6 separate regions of the Sus scrofa genome follow, and regions 2, 3, 4, 5 and 6 are each linked to region 1. Evidence: chromatin contacts called from public Hi-C data. All regions are on one chromosome and are shown on one strand. The core of a region is the stretch at or near the end of the contact, and the rest is flanking DNA. Distances in the headings are between cores, read along the strand shown. Region 1 holds the start of TRIB2 (tribbles homolog 2). Region 2 has its middle 150 kb from the start of TRIB2. Region 3 has its middle 190 kb from the start of TRIB2. Region 4 has its middle 240 kb from the start of TRIB2. Region 5 has its middle 210 kb from the start of TRIB2. Region 6 has its middle 170 kb from the start of TRIB2.

Region 1 (4,297 bases), core at 1,568-4,067:
GGAGACACTGGTTATGCCTCATCGCAAGCTTTTTCTTTCTGGATCTCCAGGTGATGGTGCTTTTTCTTTCCTTGGAAGCCCACTGATACTACTTCATGTGACCTCCAGCATGATCTTTCTAGAACCTGATGAACCATGCTGCTTCCCCATTTAATAGAAGCCTTGATGCTTCATCTTTTCTACTCTGAGTGGTCTCTTTGCCCCTTCTCATTCTAATCCCAATATGCTTCCAGCCACATGCCTGGACACTTGTCCCAAGCTGCCAACACCAGAGCCCCAGGGAGTTACCAGCAGTTTCAGGACTTTGCTCTCGCACATTCTTTCTCTCTGCCCGAAATGCCAGTGACAATCTCTTATTCATGTCATTTAATGACTCACAGAACTTTTTCAAGATCCATGAGGACAGAAAATGGATTTTTTTTTTGTCTTTTTGAGGCCACACCCGCAGCATATGGGGGTTCCCAGGATAGGGGTCCAGTCGGAGCTGAAGCCTGTGCCACGCCACAGCAACGTGGGATCCGAGCCGCATCTGCAACCTACACCATAGCTCACGGCAATGCTGGATCCTTAACCCACTGAGTGGGACCGGGGATCAAACCCTCCTCCTCATGGATACTAGTCAGATTCATTAACTGCTGGGCCAGGACGGGAAGTCCCCAAAATAGATTTTTTAAATCATTATATTTCTATCCTCAGTGTCTGGTGCATGGTGGGTTTCAATAAATATTTCTTCTGGATTAATTCAAGATGAAAAAAAATCACATTTTTTGAGAAAACCCCCCGAAATCCAATAAGAGGTTTCTTCTTCCTCGATCCCTTGACACTTTGATATCTAATTGTCACCTTTTTACACAATGAAAAGACATATTTCCATGTATTTCTCTGGATCTGGACTCTGAGCTCCTGGGTGGCAGAGACCAAATCTTACTCACACTTGGATCCTTAACCCCCAGCACAGGGGCTGGCTTATAGTAAACCTTCATAGATTTTCTGGAATTGAAAAATATATATCTATTCCTAAAGCAATCACGTGAGCTGAGCAGGGCAAGTGTGAGGCTTCTCATTTTACAGTTGGAGAAAGGGGGGCCTAGGGAGAAAAAAAAAAAATGTCTTGACTCAATTTTCATTCAAAATCAAAGACCCAGATAGGGTTGGACTAGGGTCTCCCAAACCCCTAGTTATAAAGCACTGTTGCTGGTCACTGAGCAGAGGAGGCTGCGCCTTTCTTTCTGACCCATCAGCAGAGGCTGCCTCCCGTCTGGTCTGGTCCTGAGACAGGCAACAGCACAAGAGTCTTCATGGGACAAGGATGGAGAGATCCTACTGAACAGTCACGATGATGACCTGGGGGGACAGATGAGTCATCTAGGGTCAGGGACTGAGCCCTAGGCAGGTTTGCCAGGAGGAGGACCGTGAGGTGTGCCAGGAGGCCTGGGGCCACTTCTTGAGCTTCTTTTCAAACCCTGTGGCCTTGTGGTGTCCTCTCTGGCCAATCTCCCAGGAGCTCCTCATCTCTGGAGTGATTTGTTTGTGCATAATTGTAAGTTGTAAATATGGTCTGTGGGCATAATTATTCAGAGCTCTCTTTTTGACTCAAAAGTGTCCCAATGTAGGCAGCACATTACATGGTCCCCTTCCCCTCTCCAACTAGATAATAGGCCAACACGCATGTAAAAACTCGGAGGCCTCCAAGAATCTTCCAAACTCCCCTTTCCCAGGCCCTTGACTATTTTTTAAGTCTGTTTCCCAACCAGATGGCTTGATGTACCAGGATACACTTGGCGAAGGTCTGGAGGTCCAAGCCTCTGCCTGAATTCAAGCCCCTTTCGGGTGGTGGGTTTCTGCCTAAGCCAGCGGCCTGGCCCCTCCTGGGGAAGCTGAGAATAACTGGAATGAAAAGGCATCCCTCAGCTGAGTCTCAGGACTGAATGCCTTTGTGGTCCACGTGTGTGTTGGGGGAGGGGCGCCAGGAGAAGAGGGCTCTGGCTTCCGGCCAGAAGCCTTGCAGGAGGTGCGGGCGCTGAGGTTTGTTTCTCTGGGCCCTCTGGGCACTGTCTTGGGAGACAAAGAATTAGTGATTACACTGGGTCTTTTGGTCTGAGTTAAAAGTTGCCTTCGGCTGCTCTTCTGCTGAAAAATACTCAAAGCTTTCTTGGGGGGGGGGAATGGAGGGTGACACCAACTAAAAGCCAGCAATTGTTTCTTTTTTAATGGGGAGGAGATGGCTGGGAAAAGATAATGAAACTAATTTTTAAAACTCCAGGCAGCACCACGGATGCAAGCGCATTTTCAACAGAGCAAGCTTATCGCTCGGGGCACCATCTGAACAGCGGTGTCCTGATGCTCGGAGGATGCCCGGCTTTCTGGGGAAAAGCTCCAGGAAGATGAACTAGGGAGAAGGGAGTACACTAGGCACTGCTGGAGCTGCCTGGGTACTTGTGGTCCCGCGACTCCTGCCCAGCCGCCTGCAGCAGGGCGTGGAGTCCGAGGAGGCCTGCGGCGGCGCGGGGACCCTCCCTCCCAGCGGCGGGTGCGCTCACTCCCCACCCCCGGGCGGCGGATGGATATTACATTTTGTTTACCTCTCCCCGGCCGAGCCACCGAGTGGGAAAGCTAGCGCCCGAGCCGGGGGCCGGGAGCTGCCACAGTAGTGGCAGCGGCCGGAGGGCGCCGGGAGCTGCCCAGGGACTGGCAGCGGTGAGGTTGATTGATGGGCCCCCGGCTCAATGAGGGGGGCCCAGGCGGGGGCGGGGCGGGACCGGCTCTGGGCTGAGCCAGTCGCTGGTGCCGCAGGGGGAGACGGGGATGGGGGGGCGGAGGCTTTGTAGAAATGTGTCGGTGACATTGAATGGGGAGACCGAGCGCGAGCGAGGCGCGCGCGCGCACACACGCGCACACACGGCCCGGCTTGCTCCGAGATCCCCGGCCACGTAAGTAACTATTAATACCGTCTCGCCCAGAGATGCGGGCGTGCTGAGCTCGGGGATTGGCCTCGGGCACCTTCGGCCGTCCCTTTGAATTTTAAATACACGTTCCTCTTACCTCCGGGAGGGGGAAGACCAAAATTAAGAAGAGGAAAAGCCATCAGTTTTCTCCAAACAAACCCCGCCAGGCAATTTGGGTTGAGGGTAGGGGGAGACGGACTGGTGGCACATTATTCTAAGGCAAGATCCAGTGATCCAGCGAGAGAGGAACGGCGCCAGTTGACTGGGCTGGGGGTGCATCCCCTTCCAGTGCCGGGAGGACACCCCCCCACCACCCCCGAAAGCTCGTGCGGGGGAAATCGGAGACCATTGATCCACCCTCGTCTCTGCGTACACTTCTCGCTTTATTCGGAGGACGATCTGGAGCGCGAGCGAGCAGCGACAGCATGAGCCGGTGCTGACCTCCGCCCGGCGGGCCAAGCCCTGGGCTTTGTTGCGGTACCTGCGCCCGGCCCGCAACTCCTTGCCTAGCTTTTGCAATCTTTTGTTGGCAGCGCTGACCGCTCTAAGTTAAATGCTCCCTTGCTATTTTTTTTTTTTTTTTCCAGTCTGTTTGTTTAAATTTTGGAGAGCTCTTGAGATCTTGGAAAAGCCTCAGACGCCACCTACAGTTAAAACGTAGGTAACTACCCTCTCCGGCACCCCCCCTTCCACGCCCCCCACCCTTTCCACCAAAAAAGGGGGTGCAGCGCGGATTCTGTTTGCGGTGCGGCGTGAGCCGGTACCCGTGCTTATTTCCTTTTTGTTTGGTTTCTAACGCGCTGAGACCAAGCCGCCGCTGCGCGCTCCCCGAAGATTGCACAAACTACAGCAGGGCTCCTCCGCCCGGTTTGCGACTCGGAAGCCTGCGTGGGGATCGCTTCGGGTGACCCGGCGCTGCAGCTCCCCCACCTTAGCAATCTGGTTACTGGTCTAGACCCACGTTGGAAAAGAGAAAGAGAGAGAAACTAAAAGTGCGAAGATTCTGCGAATCGCTAGCTGCTGTGGGGTAACAAAAGGACCCGAGTTGCTTCCGACCGAGGACCCCCGGGAGCCGGGCTCGGAGCAGACAAGGTGCCCGGCGGCGCCCATCTGGGGGCTTCTAACTCTTTCTCCACGTAGCCCCCTTCCCATCCCCTCCCCTCTCGTTTCCTTTTAAAATCTGTGGCACGGAGGCGCCTGCAGCCGCACTCGCCAGCGACTCGTCTCTCCAGCGGGTTTTTTTGTTTGTCGAGTGCGATCCCCACACTCATGAACATACACAGGTCTACCCCCATCACAATAGCAAGATATGGGAGATCGCGGAACAAAACCCAGGATTTCGAAGAGTTGTC
Region 2 (4,198 bases), core at 604-3,103, 150 kb before region 1:
CATGAACTGCGGTGTAGGTCGCAGATGTGGCTCAGATCTGGCATGGCTGTGGCTATGGTGTAGGCCGGCAGCTCTACCTTGGATTAGACCCCTTGCCTGGGAGCCTCCGTGTGCTACGAGTATGGCCCTAAAAAGCAAATAAAAACAAACAAACAAACACCTACACAAAGATACACTGACTGTTGAGCTTGCTTCACTCTCAAGGGGATCGTTCTGAGCCAAGTCCTTGCTTTGACACCTTGGAGGGTCAGAATGATGCTGGACAAACAAAATCAGTCTCTGACTTCACCTTCTAATAGAAAAAAAAGTACTCCTTGGAACTTGCTCTGAGGATGTCCTGGGCTCACTGAAGTGAAGAAGGAACCCACCCCACAGGCTAGAGCAACATGTTTGGCCAAGCTTCCCCCAAAACCAACAGCCGCTTGCCCGAGAGGCTTTCCTTTCACTGGAATAGCTTAAGGATAGGTCATCACTGACTCATATCTCATAAACATGCTTTACAAAAAAGGACTTAGTGTCAGCTGGGATTTATTAAACTTTAAATTAAAACAACAACAACAAAAACCCAAAAAAAAACACCTACGTCCTGAATACCCAATAGCTCAAAACCCACAAATTCACTGGCTCTCTTCTCCCAGCATCTTTTGGTGGTTGGTAACCCAGAGAAAAACACACACCTCATCAACTCCCATCAACCACTCTCCTCCCTTAGTGGGGAAAGCAGCACACACGGAATCCCTCTGCAGAGATGCACATGTGAGCACGTGTGTGCACTCACACCACCAGCCCCGGCCAAAAAACCCGCGAGGATTTGTATGGGGATTCCAAAGAAAATAAACTGCTACATTTATAAATGACAAATGAAAGAAAAAGTCATGCTATGTCAAGCTAGAAATACACATTTTTAAAAGCCAGACTTGTTACTTTAAAAAAAAAAAAAAAAAGAAAAAGAAAGTGCTTTGGCTGAACTTGCCAGAGAGACGCAATGAAAACCGGAAAGAAAATAGGATGCCTGGTCAATGCAATAATTCAATTAAAATGCATTGTTCTGTCTCTGGCAAGCATTCATTTGCTTGCAAATATTACATAAAATTCTGTTGTCATTGGTTCCCTGAGTTCATGGAAAGCATCACGTCATTTCATTGGATTGTCTTGTATTTTCAGTGATTACTTTAGTGGGCTCCTGGGAAAATGGAAAGGCATGGAAAAACTCTAGAGACTTCTTACCTTTACTTTTTATAATAGAGCTTATAAAATCACTGAAGAGAAAGAAAAAGTGAGATTATTGCTAGAACCTAAAATAAGAGATCACATCCTGTACTTTATGTTCTAAAAGGCATTTACACGGCTTCTCACACCAAAGGGTGGGCTGGATTTGAACAACAATGATAATAAGTGATCTAAGATTCATGAAGAGACTCCTTTAAGCTCTTGTGTTGATAGTGTATTTTATTAGAGTAGCACTCTTTGTAACAAACACATGAAAAAAGATATAAAGGCAAGCAATATGACAGAAGTTTATTTTTTCCTCACATAAATCCCCAAATTTATGTTCCTCATTAGTAGGGAAGACTTTCTGAAACCTGGTCTGCTTCCATGCTGTGGCTCTGCTATCTTCAATACATGTTTTCCAAAACAATTACAAGAGCCATCTGCATGAAGCTGAAAAAGACGGAAGGAACAAAGGCAATTATAGGCAGGAGAGTCCTGGGGACCAGAAAGGCCTCCCTGCTGTGAGCTCAGAGGGAAGAGGAAGTGGGTTTAGTAAAGATTTAGGCAATCTCTGCTGTCCAAATGAGAAGAAATCCTCTTCTTCGAGGCAGAAGGCCTGAGGAGTGTCACAGTTCTGCATGCAGCACGCACTTGGAGTTTAGGATAGATTTTCAGTAGTGATTCCAGGGACGGGCTATCAGAGCCTCACCAGGGAGTCCCTTTGCCTGAGAGTGAGTATCAAAAATGGTCCCATCAGGAGTGCCTGCTGTGGTTCAATAGTAACAAATCCAACTCGTATCTAGGGGGAGGACATGGATCCAACCCCTGGCCCTGCTCGGTGGGTTAAGAGCCCAGTGTTGCTGTGAGCTGTGGTGTACGTCACAGATACAGCTCAGATCTCGTGTTGCTGTGGCTGTGGTGTAGGCCTGCAGCTGTAGCTCTGATTGGACCCCTAGCCTGGGAATTTCCATGTGCTGTGGGTGTGGCCCTAATAAAAAAAATTAAAAAAAAAAAGATCCAATCAGTCTATCATGGACTGGAGTTTGAGTCTCATGAGTGATAATTACTATGGCCCTCTGCCCAAATGGTTTTCGAAGTGACGTTGTGGCATCTCAGAGTATTCTTTATATATATACATATACACAGGTTTTACTTTCAAATCTATGTGCATTCAATCGTGTAGAAATTCATTCCTGTATCTTTCATTTTCTTTCAAAAAGCAAGTTGAGGCAGCCTATAAAATAAATAACGTCCAATAAGAAGATATTAAATCCAGACCTTGAAAAAGTAATATTATTAAGAGTAAAATGAAATGAAGCTAGAAGTGAGGGGTTTGCACTGAATGCAGGCATGCATGTCTTTAAAAGAGAAGGTTCAACTCGGTGTTGTCAATAGGTTCATTTAACAGCAGTAAGGAAGGAAGGAGGCTCCAAGGTAATTACCTTCCATGCTGGTCTCTGAGCTTTATCCTGTCAGAAGCTCCCGTGTCCCCACAGCCATTAATGAGGACGACAGAAGAGAACATAGCTGAGAAGCATACTTATATGAGGGCTGAAATAAAGCCCTACGTTTAAAGGGAAAAGGATGAGCTGGACAATTATTACAGCAAGAAAAGAAGCTTAGTGAGGAACAGAGAAGGAAAGCACTGGCAATTTAACTCATTTCATTGTTGGGTTAGAAACAAATCGTAAGAAGCAAGCTTTGGTCATTTTGTTTTTGTTTCGAAGGAGAGATGTTAGACCCCCCTCCCTGCCATCCCCAGCTAAACTGGTGGAGAATGGGAAGAGAAGACAGGGAGGAAAGCTGAAGTGCACAAAAATCCATAAAAGGGAGCCCAGAGTTGGCGTGTTTGGCTATACGGATATAAATAGATCACAGGATTCGGAATGTTTGCAGAAGGTCTTAAGATAACCATGAGCATCCTATTAAAAATGGTAGACTTACCTTCCAAATTCTCTCAAACTGTAAGAGGAAATAAACATACACCAAGCACCAAAAGGCAGGATAAAAACGGAATGAATTATTGTATATATTTACATGAATATTTTATCACCAAGTGGGAACGTAACTAAGAAGACAGAGAAAAGGTTCAATAATTTATGGTGTGTTCCCTGAATAAAATATTATGTAGCTATTAAAATGAACATTGTGGAAACACCATAGCAACGAGTAACATTGTTGATTAGGCGAAATAAAGAAGTAAAAAGCAAGGGGCAAAAATGATGTGTGTGCTATAATCACTGTATGGAAAAACAATTGTGGGTAAGAGGCAAAAGGAAGTTGTGCAAACATATCATCTATTGAAGGTGATAGGGGTACAGAGGATTTTTTTATTGAAGGCGTTTCACCGTCGTATCATTGTTTTAAGAAGAACACAAGCAAAAATAAAAACTGTTTGGGACTCTGGTGAATAGGAACGGCAAGCATCTGGACTAGGGTGCATGTGGGTGCATGTGCAGGGTCCTTGCTGGGCCTCTGCTCTGGGGCCATCCCTTGGGCTTCTGCCTCGGCTTCTGATGCCAGAATCCAGGAGAGACCTAGCTTTGTGCTCTGGTCTCCAGTTTCCTCCTGTGCCCACGCAGCAGGCAGCTGAGAGGACTGAGTGTAGCACAGTATTTTATAAACAAGACACGATCACACAGGCTGGTGTTGATAATGGCGTGAAAACTGTAAGATGCCCAGAAAATGTTTCTACCTCTTATAACGTCCTCCTCCTCCTCAACTCTCACCTCCTTCTTCTGGTCTGTCTCTCTCCGGGTTTCTCTACTTCATGCACACTGCTCTGCTCTAGATACCTTCAGCTCTGCCCTTACTGAGCACCCCTTTCTCTCTTTGCCTCGGGGATGCTCATGCTTTATTTCATTCATCTTTCAAACCCTCTCGAGCTCCACGGAAACACCCCTTCAGGTTTCTAATAAGCCCTTGAAATGAAGGCTTTTTGTTGCGCCATCGGTAGAGCATAAGAACCTCCTGTGTGCTCAGATGA
Region 3 (3,694 bases), core at 149-2,648, 190 kb after region 1:
CTCCCGAAAGTCATTTCCTGGGGGCTGGGAGGAGTGAACCCAAGGCCAGAGCAGATAAACAGGCATCCTTCCCAACAGAGAAGGCGGCAGTAAAATCAAACGCTATGATTGTGGAAGAACGACACAGCCATTACCCAGAAGAGGGTGAATAGTGGTGTTTTGTTTTATTATTAGCAGCATTATTTAAATAACAACACACGTGCAGGGCTAGATGGAGCCAGGGGCGTAGGGAAGAGCAAGAGAGGGTTACCCTGCGCATGTGCATGGGGTTTCTACTCTGCACTAACCACGGATCCGTTCTGTTAATTCCCTTTGACCAACAAAGGCAAAAAACTAAGCGATGCATTGTTTGTCTTATTTTTAGGGTTTAGGAAACTGAAGATCTAAGGGGAGGAGTCACGATTTATTTAAACTTTGGTCTTTTGTTGTTGTTGTGGCAAACTTTTTTTTTTTTTCCCCACCCCACGGCATATGGAAGTTCCTGGGCCAGGGACTGAATCCAAACCCAGCTGTGATGACCTACGCCAAAGCTGCAGCAACTGCCAGATCCTTTAACCCACTGTGCTGTGCTGGGGATCGAACCTGCACCTCTGCGTCCACGGAGCTGCTGCACTCAGGTTCTTCTTTTCTTTTTTTTTTTTTTTAATGACTTTTATTTTTTCTATTATAGTTGGTTTACAGTGTTCTTTCAATTTTCTACTGTACAGTATTCTTTTCTTTTTTTTAAGGGCCGCACTTGCGGCATATGGAAGTTGCCAGGCTAGGGGTCGAATCAGAGCTACAGCTTCTGGCCTACACCACACCACAGCAACTCGGGATCCAAGCTGCATCTGCGACCTACCCCACAGCTCACCGCAACGCCAGATCCCCGACTCGCTGAGCAAGGCCAGGGATCGAACCTGCATCCTCATGGATGCTAGTCCGATTTGTTTCCACTGCGCCACAACCGGAACTCTTGCACTCAGATTCTTAACACACTGTGCCGCAGTGGGAGCTCCTGAACTTGGGTCTTTATGATGTGCCAGCGGGTCTTCTCCAACCGCTGAAGTTCAAACAAGTCAGGGCCATCAGAAGAAACACTTCTGTTTTATAAAACCAAACTGGACCCCGAAAGGGAGCAGTGACGGGCTCCTTATCAAATGGTGACTCAGAAGAGAACGTTCTGGTGGCCAGCAGAGACTGGGAATGAGCATCCTACTCCGCCCACCCTGGAGCACTGTCTTCACTTCTCCCCCAGTGTGTACTCAGCCTTTATGCTTTTTCCTCCCCCTCTAATGTGTGAGCACTTGGAGAACAATATCGAACATTATTCATCCTCATCTCCCCAGGCCCGGGATAAGGCTGAGCCCTCCTTAGGCACTGCCCACCTCCGGGAGGCCCCGCCCATGTGGCCTGAGATGGGTGGTCAGTGAGTGATGGCAAAGGAGGGTCCTGCTCCAACCAGCCTCCACGTGGCTCCCAGTCCCAGTTCACACCTCCCACGTCTACATTCTCAGGGCGCCCTCTTCCCCGGGACCTCAACACACCGCCTTCTCATCACCGTCCTGGGTACAAGGCTTGTATTTATCCCCGGAGCTATTCATGCCCAGGAATGGTTTTCCTCTTAGCTTCTTTGAAGTGACCTGATCAAGTGAAGTGAACACATACTTGGAACAGAATAATGTGCTTCCTTTTCTAAATAAGATCTCCTTATTTACAAAATGTAGCTCATAAAACATCTTTCACAGATAATCAATACTAAGGTTTTTTGTTTTTTTTTTTTTCCCGTCATCGATTGCTTGATTCTCTGTCCAGGGCTCCTGGTCAACATGATTGGGCCGGGCTCCTTCAGCGGGGGCGTGACTGCCTTCTGGTGGCAATGGGACCTCTCAGCCTGTTGCCTCAGGAAATAAGGCAGAGGTCCCATATTTTGGAGGATATATCTCTTCGTGGGAAGAGAAAAATCGTTGCTCTGCATTCCAGCTCCTGGGCCATTTGCACCAGCTATTTTGGGGAAGGGGAAAGCCAGGCTCCCAACCATTTCCCCAGAGAAAAGACACCAATGTCAATGTCAGCCATTAGGAAACATCATTAAAGCAGATGAGAAACGGGCTGTGGACGTTTTTATGAGCCCAGAATACTCTGCTTGGAGATTTTATGGCGACCACAGGAAGCCGGGGAGACAATGACATCCACACCCTTTTCTAGAGTCTGGTGAAGAGCCTTTTTTTTTTCTTGTGCTCAACAGAGTGTGTTTTTTGAAAGGGAAAGTTCCTGTTGGGGGCCACATCCAGCTAAGCCTTATTCAGAGAATTTGTTGATCTGTTAGAGATGGGATTCTCCAGGCCAAGTAGCTGTGGGCTCAGTGCCCAAATCCTTCCAGAACTGCAAAGAAGATTCTTCTTTTTGATTCCAGGATCCTCTGGGAACTAGTCTTTGGAGATTGCTGTTCAGTTGAAATCTCTATGTTTGCAACACCCATCTGTCATCTCTATATCTTTGTTTTCTTCCTTTTTTCACATGGCAAAATGAAGTTCAGAAAGGTTGGGAAACTTGCATAGACACATCAATGGTAAGCAGTGGAGTCAGAATCTTTGACTCCGCCTTTTCTTCTGTTCCATCATGTTGCCTCTCTACCAGGCCCAGAGATGCAGATTTAAGGCAGGGATAGGAAAAGGGCTGCACAAATAAAACTGTCCCCAAGTGAGGTCTCCAGGGTCTATGTTTAGGTCTACTAGCTCAGCACAAATATTTTGCTCTGAAAATCAGGAGTTGTGTTTTTAAGGCATTGATCTACACAGTGAAATAAGAGGGAAGTTCTAAACAGTTTGCTTTCTGCCATCATAGTATCGCAATGGTGTCTTTTCCCTGGAGTTCTAGGAGAGGGAAGAGACAAATTATCCAGAATATTCCTGAAATGCAGAGCTTTCCTTTTTATATTGACATCTTGTGGCTGTCCTGTGTTACTGCAGTCTGCATTGCCTCATGAGCCGAACATTTAATTTTAGTAACATTTATTTTACTCTTCCATGCATGAATTGAACTAGGCATTTCCAAGCACCTGGTAGGTACCAGGCACTGTGCTAGGCACTTGAGAATATTAGGATAGACTTACAGAAGAACCATGGGAAAGACCAAAAGACAATACTACAGCAGCTCACTACTGATGAATACAAGAACTATAACTCAGGGAGCACCCGCCCTGCAGGGTATCAGGCACTCAGTAATAACTATCTGGTCTGTAATCATCATCTCACCATCTCTTCACAAGGACCCGACCTGGTGACTACACTCATTCACATTTCAGATTTGAGGAAACTAAAGTGAGATGAGATTATTCAAATTATCCAAGTTTAAAAAAAGCTTGTAAGTGGTGAACTTAGGTTTTTGAAAGCTGATTATTCCTATCTCAAAGTCAGAATTACACTCTTCTGTGTGCAGATCACAAGTACTGATTAATTCCAATGATGAGGTGACATTGGAGAAGGACTTAGAGAATGGCCATGTTTCTTCTGTGAACCCATGAAAATTTAACCCATGATAATATTAGCTTATCGAACTTTCCAGATGTCAACCTGTTAAATTCTATTCAGCTTAGCGTAATTGCCCCACCAAAGGAAAAACAAAACAAAACAAAACAAAAAAAACACCTCTGGTAATATCGTCATGCATATAATTTAGCTAGATTTCCTGCACAAACTGATAGATACCTGCA
Region 4 (3,818 bases), core at 434-2,933, 240 kb after region 1:
GACTGGGGAATGAGCCCCTTAGGGCTCCGAGCTGATCAGGATAACAGTGACCGTAAGTGACAAGAGCTTTTTTTTTTTTTTTTCTTCTTTGTAAATATATAATAAATTCTCAAAATCTGAAAAACGGAAAGAGTCTGCAAGTACTAATATTGCTTTTGCTGTCACGTTTTTCCTGGCTTTGCAGAGGTTAAAGGGATTAGTACACAGCAGCTTCTAAGCTTGGAAAAAGGAGCTAATCAAATTGGCCCACATCCCAGGGAAACTGTGAGGTCTTACTGATCATGGGTGTCAGTGGAAAGAAGCATTTTGAAGTGGGCGTGGGTGGAGTGGGTGGGGGGATGGGGAAGGGGTATTATCCAGCTCCTCTGTGACCAGGACCTGTCTTTGGGAGCTGCTTTTTTAGGGCCCAACCTCGGCATATGGAAGTTCTCAGGCTTGGGGTTGAATCAGAGCTACAGCTGCCAGTCTACGCCACAGCCACAGCAACACGGGATCCGAGCAACATCTGCGACCTGCACCACAGCTCATGGCAACACTGGATCCTTAACCCACTGAACGAGGCCAGGGTTTGAACCCGTATCCTCATGGATCCTAGTCGGGTTCGTTAACCACTGAGCCACAAAGGGAACTCCCTGGGAAGCTTCTTTTATCACAGGGTTTCTGCCTAACACAAAAAAGTTGTTCCCCTGTCTCCTCTGAATCATATAGAAAATAGGACGTATTCCCTCACATTGCTATCTTTCTTACCTTTTAAATTATTATTTATTTACTTTTTATTTGAGTATATTCAATTGACACTGTTGTACCGAGTTCTGACATACAGCAAAATGATTCAGTCATGTATGTGTATACATACATATGATGGGCTCTGAGCTGATCTATATATGTGCATAAAAAGTACTCATTTCCATCATGGTCTATCCCAGGAGATTGGGTATAGTTCCCTATGCTATATAATCAGGGCCTCACTATCTCTCCATTCTCAGTGTATGAGTCTGCATCTATTAACCCCAAGCTCCCAGTCCATCCTGCTCCCTCCCCCTTAACCCCAAGCTCCCAGTCCATCCCGTTCCCTCCCCCTTGGCAACCACACATTTGTTCTCTATTGCATCTTCCTCCTAAGCTTCCCAGCCATCCAGACAAGATTAAAGAAACCCAGGAAGAGCAGTCACTCCCTGAACATAAGCCATAGAGCAGCATAAAGAGTGGAAAGAGGGCTGCGCCGATAGGAATCCAAGGCCTGTACTGGAGTCCAGGCCAAGCGCTGGACTGGACGGTTTGGCCGGTGCGCTTCAGCTGTTCTACCTCTAAGATGTTCACAGGGCATTCCTCAAGAGCAAAAACAGTAGTGCCCTCCCTCTGTGTCCCCAGGCACAGTGCAAGCACTCAGTAAATAATTGTGTTTTACAGCTGACTCTCCTGATCATGGATTTGGTGATGTTTGAATGAGATAAGATTATTCATAATGCTTTTAATAAAATCATCATATGTGTATTCTATGAGTTAGTACCCCATTAAACTCGGTCCTTAAAAACACAGATTCCATGGGGGATACCCGTGGGATCAGTTGTATGTTCCAACCTAGCTCTCCTCTTTCCATAGGGTTCCTTAAACCAAACCAACAAGCTCTGGCTGCATGGTAGGTCTCAGGGCTGGGCGTCACATCCTCCAAGATTTAGAGCGCCTAGCTGGAGAGTAAACCAGTACCCTGTAGGCTAGATAGTCCTTCTCTATCTGACAAGGTTTTCTGTCCTCTTTGGTGGGCTCTGCAGCTCTGAGACAGCCACTCAGTGATGAAGGAGGAAGTCTGATATGTTCCTCCTGCCCTCAGCATCCACATGGCATGTAGGTTCCCAACTGCATTGCCCTCACAATCTACAAAACGAAAATAAAACATAAGCTTGACTCTCAGTAATTGGTGAGACAGCTATGCACTCAAGAATAAAACTATAAATTTAATAGTAAGAAAACATCTATAATGACTGAGATAGAATAGATGTGCCATGTGTTTAGAAGCAGGGGGTGTTCAAGGCCCGGAGTTGGCAGAAAATGCTTCCTGGATGCAGAGATACTTAACGTGGATCTTGAAAGAGGCTTTGTATGAGGAATGAGACTTGAAAGTAACTCTGGACCTCGGGCCTTGGGCAAGAAAAATAGCATACATTCATGTGTAATGCAGGCAGGATGAGTGTGGGGGCCAGGGGTGATTATGCAAAGAGAGAGCTGAAGATGAGAAAAGGCAGGTCAAGTAGGATCAGAATGTGGTGCTGCTTTTTTGTTGGTGACAGGAAGTCCATGATTGATGGCTTTTAAGCAGAGGAATGACATGGTCAGACTAGCGTTTTAGAAAAAAAATATTATTCTGGTAACAGTGTTTGGAAAAGGGATTGCACAAGCAGAGTAGAAATGGGAAATGAACCCTGTTGGGGTGTGTTACCCACCTAAGCTCTGGACTATGCCTTCCTGGACCAAAACATCCTCGGGGGTCAACATGGTCAGGTCAAGGAACATGGGCAAAACATCCTGCTCCCATTACACAACAGCTGCTTGGGGATCCACGGGATGAGTCACTCGTTACTGGAAGGAGTCTCAGTGGTGATGTTTAGGAAAAGCCTTTGCACACAATCTGTTTAAAGAGTGCAAAGGGCAAAAGACTTGGAATAATAATGACTGTCTGTGAAGCTGTCCCAAAAAAGTGATTAGTGGGTCTGGGTAGAAGTGCTGCTAAGTCCTGAATGAGCTGCTTGGATCAAATGATCCTTTGCCAGACCAAACTGATGGACAGGTGCATTCAGTGGGGCCTGGAGTACGTGCGTTTCTCTGCAACCCTTTGGCAGGTACAGAAACACAGCTTGTGCTCTTCCCTTTCTGTTTCCCATGCATGACTTTGGCTCCAGGTATCTTGTGAATGAAGAAAGTGGGTCAAGCAAAGGGTATATTGCTGCAATCTGTTAAAGAAAACCAAATCCTAATGCCAAGATCAGAGGAAAATTCTCCTGGGGAGTGAGCCAATGTCACTGTCTTTGCTTGGAGAAATGTGGCCAATAATTATATTTGAACTGTGAAATAGAACGTTTTTCCCTCCTCCAGCTGGCAGAGGGATCTGGACCACATCTGTTAAATATTTATCAGTAGCAGATACCAGTTTATCTTAGTTTTACATTCATGCACTGATCATCAGGGTTTTTATCTCATTAAGCTAGAAAACTGCGGGTGGGACCTGATTTCTCTTACAGAGACTGGTGTAAGTTGTAAACCAGAGTCAAAGACAGAGTGACCCCGGAGCAGATAAAACTGTGCACACAGATGCTTTGCCCCCAGCTGCCATATAAACATGTGTTTTTTTCTCTAGCAACTGGGGTCTGAATTGAACGTTTGTAATCTTAGCTAACTCCCAACATTTTGCAAAGGTGACTTAAACGTAAAACTTTTCCTAGGATGTGTTACGCTTCATGATATAGGTGCATGGTATTTATAACTCTTCAGCGTCATTGCTTTGGATGAGAGAAATTTGGTGGTGAGCCAAGCTCAGTGAGTTCAGCCTCATGCCCAAATTTTCTGATTTTTTTCCCCTTCAAACATTAAATATAACTGGTATGGCTTTAAACTTGATTATCTGAAACTACCATATTTAGCTAACTGGTTACTCTTCCAAAACTCCACCTACTTGATTTCTGGCAAGAGTGTAACATGCAAAAGGAACAACAGTATTTTTCCAATCTGTCCATTTAAATGATTCAGCTCATTAACTTTTCTTTCTGCCAACATTTTTCCCAACTGGAAGAATTATCTAACATGGATATGCTGAGACATGATGG
Region 5 (4,057 bases), core at 591-3,090, 210 kb before region 1:
AAAAAGAGAGCTTCGAGTTACTCAATACTTGTTTTGCAAAGTCTGTTTAAAAAAATTGCATCATATCCCATTTGATGATTGTGCAACACAGGGTGGATACCTAAACTGAAAGTTAAGTAAGTCTGAGCTCTAGGCACCTTTGCAATTTAGACATCCATTTATATGCAAGTGGAAAATAGCCAGCTGTTCTCAGTTTGAAGAAAAAATGTAGAAAGCCAACGAAAATAGACTCTTGATGTTCCTTGAGTGTATAAAATACATGTAGAAAATTTCCCATCCTATTTCTTTCTCAGGTACTTGCTGTATTATACTCATGTGATAAATATAAGTGGGATTAGCCCTTGATCCTCAAGAAACTAAATTCCTCATAACACTGCCAACTCAGACAGGGTTATCTTTTAGACAAAGAGGACCCATTATGGAATTGCCTAGTCGAGATTCAAATCTCAGCGTTGGGACTTCCCAGTTAGGTGACCTTGGAGAAATGACCTGCTCTGTCTCAGTGTGATTTGCTTCATCTTGAAGATGGGGTGATCATAGTTAGGTCAGAAATTAATGGAGAATAGCTATAAAGTGCTGGGGCCACAGCCTGGCAGGCAATGGGGTCACTACCTTGTATTTTCCCTTTTAACTCTCAACCTTCTCCACCCTTCAATTTCTCACCATAATCAGTGCCATTCCCCACCCACCATTGGACATCATGGCATCCCAGTGTGGGTGCTCATAGGGGATGTGGTCCATAGGTACATAGGAGAGTCATACTTGGACCCTGCCCTTCACGGTGCTCAGTATACAAGGGAGCCAAGTGCATTTTTAAAGTGATTCCTGTAAAAGCAGATCACAACGCACCCCAAGGCAGAAGTTCATGGAACCAGGCATCTGTGAGTGGAAAGTATCAAGGGACAGGGAAAAAGGAGAGATTCTTCTAAACCGAGAGATCCCAGGAATCCCTGTGCCAGAGCCAGGCTTGCATCTGATGGTCTACTATGAGCCAGGCACTGTCCGAGGGAATCTGAGCCATGTTTCTAAAAGCAAAACACTCACACTATTTGCACAAGTGTTCCTCGACTTGGTTTGTCTCTAACCTTGGAGGGTCATTACCCTCTACAAGCTTCCATTTCCTCAATCCCTAAAATATGGCAATACTCCACGTTGTTCTGTAATGTGTTCTGAGAGGAGAGGGGGAGGTGAAAGGGGATGGAACACGAAGGAGGAGGTTAAGGCTTAGTGACCTGGTGGGCATGTGGGTTTGTCCCATTTAAAATCTTATGTGAATGTGAGAGACTGTCATGGTGCATAATTACACATGTGATGCAAGAAAAGTGGGTGTTCAATTAGACGAAGGACCTGATATTTTGTGTGGATTTGACATTGGCACCTTGAATAAAATGGATGCTTTTGTCCTGAGATCAAGGTGAGCAACTGAGGCAATTCCCAGCCTGGAAGCTTCCACAAGGAATTGAAGCACATCCCGCAGCCACCAGCCTGTTTCCTCACACAGCGCACCCTCTATTACACTCTCAAATGTCTTTGGCACAAGAAACACACAAACATGTATTCGCAAAGGGCAAATGCCATACAAATGACACATTTTCCTGCAAGATGTGGGGTTTATTGTGGCTGGGATAGGCCTGAAGGCTCAGGGTAGAACCCAACTGGAATGTTTCTCCAGAGTGGTGTCTTTTATTCCTGAAGTGAGTCCAGAGATAGGTGCATATTTTGTTTTAAATAGTGTTATTGAGCAAATAAACCTGAGATGAATCTCCCATTAAAATAAACATGATATCACCTAGAAACTGAGAGTCTTTGATACCATTCCAACAATGGCAATACTCTGAAGGCTGGATGGACCTTTAAACTCAAAGTTAGCTCAGTAATTGTGTGTCCGGAAACAGTGGAGGAAAACTCTTATTGGACTTTGAAAATTGAACCTGAAGATTTCAGGTGCAGTTGTTATTGAAAGGATCGTTCTGATACAAGTAAGGTAATTATTTAGGGCAGATGCTTATTCATTTATTCCGTTGAGACAGTAACTTTATTCTGGGGTTTTCTCCCAAGAATGTTCTCAAAATTGTGAAAGGGTCGTAAGAAGCGTCGCATAGCCCACTTCCCACAGCACTTGAAAAAATAGAGACAAATTATAGCTGCGATAAATATGTTGTCATACCAGGAGAAAAGTTTAAAACTTGCTGTTTTGAACTCATTGTAGTCTTACAGAAACTTTACAAAGAGTACAGCGAGTTCCCTCCTACCTGTCAACCCATGTCCCCTAACGTTTACGTCTTATGTAATCCTGGTACAATTAACAATGACCAAATCCAGGAAGTTAATGTTTCCAAACTAGAGTTTAATTGAATTCCATTTGTTTGTCCATGAATGAACCTATTCTGTTCCAGGATCCTATCCAGAATCCTATTTTGCATAAAACTGTTATTTTTTCCTTAATCTCTTCCAAGTAGAAATTTCTCAGTCTTTCCTTGTCTTTTATGATAAGGGCAATATTAATAGTGTATGCTGGCTGAGGAAAGAGGGACACTGAAGGGCGTGTGCACACACGCACACACACACACCCGCGTGCGAGCACTATGACCTCACCTACACAGAGAGAGACAAGAGTAAAAAAATATTAGGATGAAACGCTCAGTATAGTAACAGGACTTAGTCTATCTCTGCATGGGGGCTTACAAGTAATTATTTCCCTGCTACTCTTGCTTCCTCTATTTTTTTAAATGTTATTATTATTATTATTATTTATATTTCATTTTATTTTCCCACTGTACAGCAAGGAGGGATTGGGAGCTTCCTCTATTTTTAAAAATATCTTTTCCAAAATGATCCCTCCAAATTTAAAACCAGGAGGAAAATACTCACAAAGTATAAAACAAAACTCTAAGGTGAAGAATTTCACTATGTCAAAGGCGTTGTTCTCCCCTTTAGTCTGACTGAGTGATACGTCATCGGGTGTGTGAAGGTGTGAACAGAGCACCCAGACAGGAGTGGCTCAGGGCTATCAGGTACTGAGTCTCCGCCTCCAGAATGTCCCAAGTACAAGCGACCCCTGGAGAAAATGAACAACGAGAGAATCCATCCAAACTGGATTTTCTTGGCAGAAGAAGGAGCCACTAAGGAGGAGTGGCCCTCCCCTTCCCTGTCTCAAGCCCCTCCCCTCACCCCCTGCAGCAGTTTCGATGAGAACACCACCTGGACCAAAGATGGAGAAACAACTTTGCTGCAGTCACCTTCTAGTCAGAAGGTTCTAGGAACAGAGGATAGGTGTCCCTGATCACAGCTCAAGAGGGCTTCAAGGACACTGCCCTCCTGCTGACTGACTCTTCATCTTGGCTATTTTTGTCACCACTAGCTTGTCATCAAAGTGGATGGCAGCAAAATCCTGAAAAAGAAGAGTCCCTTGTCTTTGCGTGCAGAAAGGAAGAGGATCTCCAGGGAGAGGGGCTCATTCATAACATAGTTTGGGAGAGGGGACTTTAGGCAAAAAGGCTAGGAAAGCAATCTCTGGTGCCTGCGGCCACAGAACAAAGGACAGAGGAGGAGGTCTGCCTGGCTGGACCCCAAAGGAGACTGCAGGAGAGTAAAGAGCAACAGCTTTTTTGAGTCTATAGATCTTGGGCTTGGAACTTTTTTACCCACAGGTCATAATGTTTGTCATTTATTGAGCATCTACTATGTTCTTCATTGCAGTGTTAAATCTGCAACAACACTGCAAAGTAGGTGATACAAATCCATTTTACTAACAAGGAAAATGAGGGTCTTACAGGGCATGTATTTGGAATTATGCAATCGGAGATGCCATTTCCTCCTCTGTGTGGTGAAAATAACAATCCCTGGCCCCCAGAGCTGTTGTGATTAAATGAAACACATAAAAGAAATTGAACACATTTCCTAAAACCCAATAGGTCCTTGGACGCCCAGATTCCTCTGTGATGCTGTCTCTGGGACATTGTGCCTGAAGTGCAATCTAGTTTAGATTTTTTAAATTTAAGCCAAGAAACCCAAGAAACTGCCAGGGACAGAAACTCTTCTTGGAATCTTCCTGAAA
Region 6 (4,300 bases), core at 1,133-3,632, 170 kb before region 1:
ACAGTTGATAAAACTTTATCCTGAAGGCAGTGCAGGAATTAGGGTCTCCATATGTCAGACAAGGGACAAGATGAAGTACTGTCTTTTTCAAGGTGGTGGGCTAGTTGCTGTATGAGGAAACCTTAAGCTCGTGAAACCACTGAGATGTGACGTCTATCATTCTAACCCTAGTCCGACGTGGGTTCATACATGGATTCTCAATGCATTCCTTCCCTCTAAGGGTCTATAGTTCTCCAGGCTTTGAAATCGCTTGTCATCCCTGTCTAGAAGATGAAGCACAAAATAGCATGTGGAGGATCCCAGAAGAGGTTTTTCTTTTAATTTATTTTTGTATTTTTACTTATAGTTGACTTACTATGTGGTGCCAATTTCTGCTATACAGCGAAGTGACCCAGTCACATATATATTCCTCATTTTATCTTCCACCATGTTCTATCCCAAGAGATGGGATATAGTTCCCTGTGCTGTACAGTAGGACCTCACTGCTTATCCATTCTAAATGTCACAGTTTTCACCTACTAACCCCCATCAAGAGAGATTTTAATGGCCCATGTCTGAAAGCAGAAAATACAGCTTCTGCTCAAGAGTCCATCAGCCAGAATCCAGGTATCTAGTCATACCGGGTGTAAAGAGGTTGGGACGAGAAACTTCTCGGTGTGCTCAGGAGGAAGAACAAATTGGTTTTGGTGATTTTACGGAATGTTTGAGTGTCTGTCATAATCATCTTGATTGGCCAGTATTCCAGGGAGTGACCTGAGCTGGGATTCCAACACTATTATTTTAATGATGAGTGCAAGGTCCTTTTCAGGACTGCATGCACGAATATGTCTTAAGTATCACCTTTAAGGTGGTGAACCAAGCTTCTTTGCTCTTCTGCCTCTCCTGCTAACCTTGCTTATTACTGTCTTTGGTAGCTTGCAATTTCTGGAGACACTTCTTGCCCCATAGAAGGGTTAGCTCCATCTCACTGCAACGGAGCCCAATACCACTCTTGTTATTCAGTGTCCTCACTCAGATTACTCTGGCACCTTTATAGGAATCTGCCCACGATCATCTCTGTTAAATATTTATTTCATCAGCATTTGACCAAGGGCCTGTTTTGTGTTAGAGGCTACCAAAATTCTGGACACTGGAGATCTGGAAATAAGTAAAAACCAGAATTTGTGGTAGAAGAGTTCACATACTGTCTAGTAATCAAGCTAGGAAGGTAAGGGATTAAAAATGAGGTTGACAAGTATTGTGATAAATGTGGACATAAAGACTAATGTGAGTACAGGGAGAATGAAACTAATTGTGCCTGGGGAAGCTTTCAAGGTGGAAGCAATTTTCTACATAAAAGTTGAAGGATAAATAATGATTCTCAATGAGAACACATTATAGGCAGAAGCAAAATGTTGTACCCGTCACAAGGGCGGGATGATAATGAGAATTTTAACCTCCATGTTTCTTTAGGGGTATGATGGTGGGGAATGGTAGGAGACCTTTTGAATTCATAATTTGTGCCCAGGCTGCAAAAATTTGAATGGCATATGAAGAACTTCAAATTCTTGTCTTATCGCATTAGGGGAGGAGGGGCTGAGTTCTATCTCATTTAAACATTGGTTTTCTAAAGTTGCTTTCTGATCCTGTGCTCATCTCTTCTTGCTTCCCTCTTGACCTAAAAAAGAAGTGAAAAATTCTATATTGGGACGTTAACCAAGAGCACTTAGCCATCCATCCAAAGTTTCCTTTCTCTCCCTCATTCCCTAGGCCATTTTCAAAGTACTCATCTATTGTCAGGTCCTGAGCCTACCTACTCAGAGATGTGTATCAAATCACTGCCTTCAAGGGGTTCATGATCTTATAAAGGAGGCAAATAAACAGACAAGCACAGCCCAGTGCATGGGATAGAATATGCCTCAAAGAAGCTGGGGGAACACCAGCACGTGGTGCCCTGACCAGAATCCATTTGGCGGGAAGACATGAAGATATGCTGCCTGTCCAATTTCATTCCAGAGGAGCTGTGCTTCATCGAACTCCCCGGCAGGCTGTTCTTATTTTGCAGAGGTTCTAATTACACTGCCTACCCTGAGAATAAGTTTGCAAGTTACATTCATCTAAAACCTTGAGAGAGTATGAGTTCATGGAGTGGCAATGGAGAGGATTTGTGACATTTTATTATGGTGGTGAGGGGGTCCTTCTGGTGCCTTTTAAATCATTGATCAGTATATATTGTACTAATTTCCAGAGAGTCTGCCCCTGACTGCTGGCCAAGGAGATGTAGAGATATGGTCTTGTGGGAAGACCAAGGCTTCCTGCCGGAGGAGCACGCCTTAGAAGCCACAGAAGGGGTACTTCATCATCCTGCACCCTCCCACTTTAACGGTGCCTCCTGGTCCATGGCCTGTCTCTCAGAAGCAATGACACAGAGCTTTTTGTCTCCAGAGTGCACCAACCATGTCCCTGTGGTTAGTAGATGCATTGGTTTTGCAATGAAAGGCTAAATGAGCCTGAAAGGAAACCATGACTCTGACCTTAGAGGATTTCATGTTCTCAACCTCACTGAGTCATCAGTGAATTTATGAGCCAGGTGAGGAATTTCCAGAGATGAAAGAAGAAGAAAAATTAGTTAAGACCATCCGTTTTCAGATCTGGACACATTCTCCCATATTCCCATACCTAATTTTTCACCTCGTGAATTTTTCACGGGTTCTGTTTTTCACTTTTCAGCTTGTTTTTAGAGCAATATGGGTTTTATTCTGGCTGGGATCTGACCTTTCTAATTAGAGCTGAAATAAATAATCCTTGCCTTAAGAGCAATGGCATCTTCAGCCTGAACCGTAGGGTTATCCCAGGTCATTGAAATGAGAAGCATTTTGCTTAATGGAATATCTATTGGGGCCAGTTGATTTTCTATGCCTGTTGTTTTCATCAATGTATGTAAATTTACACAATTCTGTGAATTTCTTTCTTCATGTGTGCTAGTCCTTTTAGCAGCATGTGAATTTCATAATCTCGTTTCTAAACAGAAGTCTTTGTTGAGCCACAGTTTACCCCACCTAACTTTCATACGTCGTTTCATTGTTCATCCTGTAACCTTGCTAACTACCTTCTCTTACTGCTCTTTTAGTGACTATTCTAGGTATCGCACCATGCATCTCACCATATTACAGTCTAATGCAAATGACTGCATTTACTATACCCACGGTACCGCTGGAAACCTCCAGCTCCCCGACTTCCTCTCCACTCCTGCCTCATACATGATTGACTATTAGGCCTTTTCATTTAAATTTCCAGGACGGTCCAGCCCCTGCATTTTTTACTGTCAATATTGATTCATCTACCTCCACATCTACTCTCTACAGTGTTCTTCACTCCCGCAAACATTTTCATGTTTTTATTAGGAACTATTTTCCTTCTTCCAGGTGATAGATCGCCTTTGCTCTAGTATATCAGAAAACCTCTTTATTTCATCTGTATGTTTAAAGGATATTTTTATTCTATATGAAATGCTAGGTATTTATTTTCTTTGTATTTATCTTGCTTGAGGTTCATTGCGTTTCTTAATTATTAGGATTGATGTTTTTCATCAATTTTGGGAAATTCTTGGCCATTGACTGACTATTTCTCTGGTCCAATGCCTCTTATCCTTCTAGATCTCCAATTACACGTATGTGAAAAGGTCTGCACACACCCCACCTGTCTCTTACACTTTTATTCTGTTTTGTTTTTATTAGTTTTCTTTCCTATTTCTTTCTTTTTTTCCTTTTTTCCTTTTTTTTGGGGGGGGGTGTGTCTTTTTAGGGCCACACCCGCACCCTATGGAAGTTCCCAGGCTAGGGGTCTAATTGGACCTGCATCTGAGACCTTCACCACAGCTCACAGCAATGCTGGATTCTTAACCCACTGAGCAGGGCTAGGGATCAAACCCCTATCTTCATGGATACTAGTCAGCTTTGATATTGCTGAGCCATAACGGGAACTCCTAGTTTTCTTTCTTTCTTTTTTTTTTTCCTCCTCTCTACTCTCCACTTAGAATATTTTCAGTTGACCTAGCCCTCAGTTCATTAATTCTGCATTCTGCTGCATCTTTTTTTGTTGTTGTTGTTCTTTTGCCATTTCTTGGGCCGCTTCTGGGGCATATGGAGGTTCCCAGGCTAGGGGATGAATCAGAGCTGTAGCTGCCGGCCTCCACCACAGCCACAGCAATGTGGATCCGAGCAGCATCTGAGACCTATACCCCACCTCAGGGCAATGCTGGATCCTTAACTCACTGAACGAGGCCAGGAATTGAACCCTTGGCCTCAAGGATACTAGTTGG

What was found. Hi-C and Micro-C count contacts between places; a contact is called where the count stands out from the background.
Region 2: a contact with region 1 is called in a Hi-C map of retroperitoneal adipose tissue, with 2.4 times the contacts expected there. The contact joins the enhancer-like site here to the promoter of TRIB2 in region 1. A contact is called at or near these places in 4 of 47 Hi-C or Micro-C datasets (embryonic fibroblasts, heart right ventricle and retroperitoneal adipose tissue) and 1 of 2 datasets of contacts at active chromatin or transcription factors (skeletal muscle).
Region 3: a contact with region 1 is called in a Hi-C map of retroperitoneal adipose tissue, with 1.9 times the contacts expected there. The contact joins the enhancer-like site here to the promoter of TRIB2 in region 1. A contact is called at or near these places in 17 of 47 Hi-C or Micro-C datasets (alveolar macrophages, brain, embryonic fibroblasts and 11 more) and 1 of 2 datasets of contacts at active chromatin or transcription factors (skeletal muscle).
Region 4: a contact with region 1 is called in a Hi-C map of liver, with 4 times the contacts expected there. The contact joins the enhancer-like site here to the promoter of TRIB2 in region 1. A contact is called at or near these places in 1 of 5 promoter capture datasets (liver), 18 of 47 Hi-C or Micro-C datasets (alveolar macrophages, embryonic fibroblasts, fetal heart ventricle and 10 more) and 1 of 2 datasets of contacts at active chromatin or transcription factors (skeletal muscle).
Region 5: a Hi-C map of liver shows a contact between it and region 1, with 6 times the contacts expected there. The contact joins the enhancer-like site here to the promoter of TRIB2 in region 1. A contact is called at or near these places in 1 of 5 promoter capture datasets (liver), 6 of 47 Hi-C or Micro-C datasets (alveolar macrophages, embryonic fibroblasts, fibroblasts and 2 more) and 1 of 2 datasets of contacts at active chromatin or transcription factors (skeletal muscle).
Region 6: a contact with region 1 is called in a Hi-C map of embryonic fibroblasts, with 2.3 times the contacts expected there. The contact joins the enhancer-like site here to the promoter of TRIB2 in region 1. A contact is called at or near these places in 1 of 5 promoter capture datasets (liver), 4 of 47 Hi-C or Micro-C datasets (alveolar macrophages, embryonic fibroblasts, fibroblasts and 1 more) and 1 of 2 datasets of contacts at active chromatin or transcription factors (skeletal muscle).

The regions. Positions count from the first base shown.
Region 1 is chr3:124,194,773-124,199,069 of Sscrofa11.1, reverse strand. It overlaps TRIB2 (tribbles homolog 2), which reads left to right and starts at 2,817. Exons shown (of 4, transcript XM_021087824.1): 1 at 2,817-2,930; 2 at 3,533-4,297. The coding sequence starts at 4,215.
Region 2 is chr3:124,340,521-124,344,718 of Sscrofa11.1, reverse strand. No RefSeq gene overlaps it. Among named protein-coding and RNA genes, the nearest start is that of TRIB2, 150 kb to the right of the region's middle. Within about 2 kb of position 1,853, at least 8 of the 83 cell types and tissues checked have an H3K27ac peak or open chromatin away from gene starts, as enhancers often do. A contact at or near this core is called in retroperitoneal adipose tissue, where this site is marked.
Region 3 is chr3:124,003,720-124,007,413 of Sscrofa11.1, reverse strand. No RefSeq gene overlaps it. Among named protein-coding and RNA genes, the nearest start is that of TRIB2, 190 kb to the left of the region's middle. Within about 2 kb of position 1,398, at least 6 of the 83 cell types and tissues checked have an H3K27ac peak or open chromatin away from gene starts, as enhancers often do. A contact at or near this core is called in retroperitoneal adipose tissue, where this site is marked.
Region 4 is chr3:123,954,161-123,957,978 of Sscrofa11.1, reverse strand. No RefSeq gene overlaps it. Among named protein-coding and RNA genes, the nearest start is that of TRIB2, 240 kb to the left of the region's middle. Within about 2 kb of position 1,683, at least 14 of the 83 cell types and tissues checked have an H3K27ac peak or open chromatin away from gene starts, as enhancers often do. A contact at or near this core is called in embryonic fibroblasts, liver, mesenteric adipose tissue and 1 more, where this site is marked.
Region 5 is chr3:124,400,129-124,404,185 of Sscrofa11.1, reverse strand. No RefSeq gene overlaps it. Among named protein-coding and RNA genes, the nearest start is that of TRIB2, 210 kb to the right of the region's middle. Within about 2 kb of position 1,840, at least 9 of the 83 cell types and tissues checked have an H3K27ac peak or open chromatin away from gene starts, as enhancers often do. A contact at or near this core is called in liver and omental adipose tissue, where this site is marked.
Region 6 is chr3:124,362,268-124,366,567 of Sscrofa11.1, reverse strand. No RefSeq gene overlaps it. Among named protein-coding and RNA genes, the nearest start is that of TRIB2, 170 kb to the right of the region's middle. Within about 2 kb of position 2,382, at least 2 of the 83 cell types and tissues checked have an H3K27ac peak or open chromatin away from gene starts, as enhancers often do. A contact at or near this core is called in embryonic fibroblasts, where this site is marked.